Regions from separate parts of the Triticum aestivum genome. Here region 2 is linked to region 1. A link is a contact called in public Hi-C data. All regions are on one chromosome and are shown on one strand. The core of a region is the stretch at or near the end of the contact, and the rest is flanking DNA. Distances in the headings are between cores, read along the strand shown.

Region 1 (2,700 bases), core at 125-2,624:
CCAGACACCAAACAGACAAATTTTGAGGATGCGGTCGCGCGTTGGGCCATGTCATCTGTCCATTTTTGCCGAAACGGAAGCGGGCGGACAGGATGGGGTCGCGCGTTGGAGTTGGCCTAAAGATTCTTCGGATCCTTCCTTGACGAGGACATCGGTTCTACGGTTGGGGATGGATTTAGAAACTAGTCTGTTCTAGAAAGGATGGCATGGCGAGAACGACATCGTCGTGGAGGACCTGTGTCCTCGTGCTCCGCCGTTGTGACGTTTGCTCCAGCGTCCACGCGGAGCTTGGGAGGTGGTCCAGGAGCGGACGCAGATTGTCGTCTGCACCAACGACATCTAGAAGACGAAACGTGTGCGCGATTCGTGGTTCATGGATGACAGGTATGATTTCCTACTTCGGCGTCTTAGTCGTGGTGGGGTGACAGATCTGGAGTTCGATGGCATGTTCGGGTGTTGCCCCGGTCTGATTCGTTCAACGGTAAGGGCCCTCACTTTGGTGAGCCACCTTGGATATCCGCAAAGCTGCATATCAGTGATGGACCGACATGACAAAACTGAAAAGATAGCAGAACATCTATGAGCTTCATATCAACGAACGTCGCCTGCCTCCGACACCACCACACCAGACACCGAAGAAATAACGATTGATCACCTCCTCACCCGAGCTCGACGTGACTCCATCACTGATATAAGAAAAGGAGTAATTATTATGATGGAGCTGCTGTATTATCATGAAAAAAAAGGTAATTCCAGAAAGGAAATCAGGAAGTAAAATTTCAGAGACAACTTCGAAAAATCAGAGGAAGAAAAAAATGGAAGAGAAGACGAACATGGTTTTGAGACCCGCTAATTTGATAAAGAAGCCATCTCGCAGAAGGGGCTAAAAACCCCAATCAGATCAGATGAGATGAGCCTCAACAGAGTGCCCGGCCGGGCTCCGTCCAATCCAGTGGGCCGCCGCTGCATGCATCCTCAAATCAAAATACTCCGTAGTAGACAATGCCCGTCAAAAAAAAGAAGAGAAGAAGTAGACAGTGACGATGATTAAAAATCTCCTTATTTTGCTGGCTAGGCTAGGAGCTGGTGGTGGTGGTAGTAGGATCCAACCCAAAATACCAAGCAGCGTCGCTTGTCCCCTCGCGCCCCCGTTCCACGATTTAATGATTGGTTCCATGGGCATCAGCAGCTCAGGACCATCGCCTTCACCTCTCGATTGAAATGAAAACTTGGAAAATATCCCAGGTTCAGAAAAACAGGGCGCAAGCAGCCGTAAAACAATTTGTTTATCAGGCCCAAATTTCGCCATGTTTGTCTGTGCTACTAGCACAGCGTTTCTTTATGTTTGCGTCGTCGTCGGTCGCCATTCGCCCTTTTAACCCCGCCCTCGCCGAGCTCTCTCCGGTGCTTCTTCCTTCCTCCCTGGTTTCATGGCAGGAAAGGGTGAGGTGACGATGCCCATGGCCCGTCCAATTTGACCCATGCCATCCTGGACCTATATCATACACGCACACATACTCTACTAGTAGTACTCGTCTCCCACCACCACTCTCCGTCCCACAACCTCAACCTCGTCCCGTCTTCTGCTTTTAGCTCGCCTGCGGCTGCGGTGGGAGCTTTTCGCTTTGGTTTAGGTGCTTCTTTCTTTCCCACTCCCCACTTTCTCCCCCCTCCCCCTCTCCCTCCTTCATTCGTGCGTTGTCACGCACACCAAAAGCTCCTGCCTTTGCCTTATCTCAGCACCACCCTGCTCGTAGTGGGATTTGGTGGGAGCTGCTCTGCGCTGCTCCGCTCAACCTACTTGCCTGCCTCCCTCGCCTCGCGCGCTTCTCTGCTCCCTCTCTTCGGGCCCTGCGTCACTCTCATCCCGTCACCGCACCGCACGAACGCACGCACGCGCGCGCGGCGCTCTTCTCTCCTCCTCCCGGCGGGCTCGGTATTCGGACGGTTTCTTGGTCTGCGGTTGGATTGGCTGGGCGCAGTTGCTTGGGCGCGGCGAGCGGCGACGGATCTTTGCGGAATTCCGGCGAGGGAGGACGGGAGATGAACTGCGGCCCGCCGGACCAGCTGCCGCCGGCCACGGCGGGCTTCCTCAACCTTAACTGGGACAGCTCCATGGACGCGGGGGGCCACCCCTCGCCGGCCTCCGGCTCCGCGGCGGCCACCGAGGGGCTGGCGCTCCACGGGATCTCGCCCCGGCCGCAGCACTACGGCGCCGGCACGCCGCTCGGCTCGCCCACCAAGCTCAACCTCTCCATGATGGGCCAGTACCGCCACCACAACCACCACTACCCGCCGCCGCAGGTGGGGGGCGCCGGCCTGCCCACCCTGGAGAACCTGATGCCCATGGGATCCCTGGACCAGTTCCTCGCCGACCCGGGCTTCGCCGAGCGCGCCGCCAGGCTCTCCGGCTTCGACGCCCGCGGCGGCTACGGCGGCGGCCCGGCGCAATTCGGCCTCCCGGACGACGGCCCCGTCGGCGCGCTCAAGGAGCTGGAACTCGGGAGTGCCCGGGACGACTCGTCGGTGTCCGATCCGGCGTCGGCCGGCGCGGGGATGGCGCTCAAGGGGGGCTCCGACGGCAATGCGAGGAAGCGGAAGGCCGCCGGCGGCAGCAAGGGGAAGGGCAAGGACGCCTCCATGTCCACCACCTCCGCCAAGGATCTCCTCGCCAAGGTACGCCGCGCGCGAACAGAATTC
Region 2 (2,705 bases), core at 13-2,512, 170 kb before region 1:
AAATCCAAGCAAAAACTAGGGTTTTCCCAAACTAGCTAGATTTGAGCAAATGCGACAATTCCTATGGATGAAAACGAGGGGATCGGGGGAGATTACAATAAGGAAGGGGTTGGCTTCGAAATCCACGGTCAAATACTCCGGACTTGCAAGATTTGAGAAGGATTTGAGGGGGGGGGGGGGGAGAGAGGAGGGGCGCAAGGCTAAGGCCTCCTTTGGTTTGGAGGAATTTTGTAGGAATTTCATAGGGTAGGATTTTTATAGAAAAAATTCCTATAGAGCTCTTTGGTTTGTAGGAATGGAATCCTCTTCCTATGGAGGAAATCTTCTTATCCTTCATATTTCATAGGAAAATAAACATTAGCCTAGACTCAATGAAAAAAAATCCTTTGACGTGAAACAAATGATATTCTTTCCTATTCCTACTCATAGGATTTGAGATGCATGTCATCTCATTTCCTATGAATTTTCTATTTCTATAATTTTCCTACCCTATGAACCACAGAAGGCCTAAGAATTTGGGTGGGGTGAGGGTGTGTGGGATGGGGGTGGGAGGAGAGAGAGGGTGGGGCCAGCCTAAGTGGCACACAGACAGTGCAGCGACTAAGAGACGGGCGCTGCACATTACAAGTGTGTCGCTTAGACCTTAGGCGTTGCACTGCTGTCTGTGAACTGTAACTGGACCAGGGCTACCACGCTGACAAAAGGTGCGACGCCTAAGGTCGAGGCGCCACACGAAAGGTCATCATTATAGGTCAGTTTGTGATTTGATTTTAAATATGTGATTTCTGTCCAGAGCGACTGCTGCTGCAGTGACACCCGCGCACGGATGCATGCGGCCAAGCGCCACGGGCAGTGACACCTGACCAAACGATTCTACACACACCAACAGTAACATACGTACCAACCTGACGAGGAGGTGTCTGTTAGCGGCGCTTAGATGCCCCGAAACTCGCGCAGGATTGCAAACCTGACTGCTGTGTCGACAGTCGTCAAGACGGACCTCTCGCGTCGAGTCTCGACCAGGTTTCCAAGAGCATCTCGATGCATGCGTGCGTGCGTACGTACGTACGTCTTTGCTTGTCTAGATTTCACACGAACAAAGTCGACCGAACCCGAGGAGGACGACGACGGGCGGGCGGGTCAAGGCCAAGGCGGGGCCGACCGATTGGACGCGTCGGGCGGGCGGGCGCACACCGGCGTAGGGCGAGGGGTACCTTTCCGGGAGAAAATCTGCCGCGGGGAGCTACGAAAATCTCGCGGCGGGCGATGCCTGCGTTGGTAGACTGCACCAGTGCGTACTGGTGGTGTAGACCGGAGAGCAACGCACCGCACAGCACGCGCGCGCGTCGTCACGTCACGTCGCCGGCCCCGGGGTAGTGTAGACCGGAAAGCGTGCCGTTTCCTTCCCCCTCCCGTGGCCGTCCGGCGACTGTGCACCCACAAATCGCGCTGCCCCTGCAGTGAAAAGCGGCCACTCGTGCGATCCCGCGGTGACGGTGGCGCTAGTGCCGGTGCTAGTGGTGTGTGCCCGTGACGGTGACGTGATGTTTCTGTAATGCAAGAGAGAAAAAAATAGACTGTCGAGTGAAGTGAGGTGCAGCTGGCCAGAGAATCTCATTTTAACTGAATTCCGTGGCAGAGTCGTCCGGCGAGACATTCGCTCAAGTCTGCAACTGCAAGGACAGTAAGAATATAAACGGGGTCCGTGCGTGCGTGCATGCATGTGTTTGACTGCACGTCGTGGACCGGTCCTCGCACGTATTGTGCCTGTGCTCCCCCTGCCTGCCTTTGCATGTTCTACGTACGTGCCCACCGTTACAGTATCGCTTGGTTGTGTAACTGAACACGTACTGATCAGTCTCTCGTTACCACCACCACCCCTCCTGATTGATCGGTGATGTCCTCGCCTTGCCTCGCCTTCCCTAGCCTAGACGGTAGACGGACCCTACCGTCTACACCGCCATTGCCTCCTTCAGTGAAACAAGTCCCAATAATATCCCTGTCCATTGTCACTTGTCTCTACCAGTACTACCCCTCTACCTCTGCCACCCTAGCCGTCAGACAGGGCATGTACTGCGACAGATACTCCCCTATTTAACCCCACGCACCTACCACTCCCTCTCTCTCTCTCTCTCTCATGCCGTCATGCGCTGAGGTATTTACTACTAGTACTAACCAATAATTACACAGTATCAGCAGTGCCCACTTTCTAATCACCACTGTTACCTCAATGATTGGAGCCCATGTTATGTTACCGAGATGTCTGTCTTTCTGCCTGCGAGGCGCGTGTGTGTGAAAGACACCGGTAAAAGGCGATCGATCGGTCAGGCAGCTTTCTTTTCTCCACGTCGATCCACCGCCAGCGGATCGCTCGCCGGTGCGTGCGTGCATGCGTGCTGCTCCTTTCACCAACTATTGGTACTGAACTACTGATCAAGTAAAGCTGCTCCGTTAGAAAAGGTTAGCACAACAAAGCATCACCGTGTGATGAGCAAGCTGTGCTGTGATGAGTTGTACTGCTGCGCGCGCGTAAGATGATGAGCTGAGTGAAGATTAGATCCAGCACCAGCCGCTGTCGGAAAATATTTACTTATATGCAAGTAAGACTTGCGACAAGAGATTTTAAAACAAATTCCTCCATGGCCATCGATCGATCGCTAATGATATGATATGATACGATCGGATCGGTGGGGTCTGACGGAAGG

Evidence for each region. Hi-C and Micro-C count contacts between places; a contact is called where the count stands out from the background.
Region 2: a Hi-C map of leaf shows a contact between it and region 1, with 3 times the contacts expected there. The contact joins the enhancer-like site here to the promoter of LOC123071954 in region 1. A contact is called at or near these places in 2 of 5 Hi-C or Micro-C datasets (both in leaf).

Annotation. Positions count from the first base shown.
Region 1 is chr3B:713,992,187-713,994,886 of IWGSC CS RefSeq v2.1, reverse strand. LOC123071954 (transcription factor bHLH77) reads left to right here and starts at 1,374. Exons shown (of 8, transcript XM_044495535.1): 1 at 1,374-2,676. The coding sequence starts at 2,044.
Region 2 is chr3B:714,166,833-714,169,537 of IWGSC CS RefSeq v2.1, reverse strand. No RefSeq gene overlaps it. Among protein-coding and RNA genes, the nearest start is that of LOC123067745, 6.1 kb to the left of the region's middle. Within about 2 kb of position 1,262, at least 2 of the 8 cell types and tissues checked have an H3K27ac peak or open chromatin away from gene starts, as enhancers often do. A contact at or near this core is called in leaf, where this site is marked.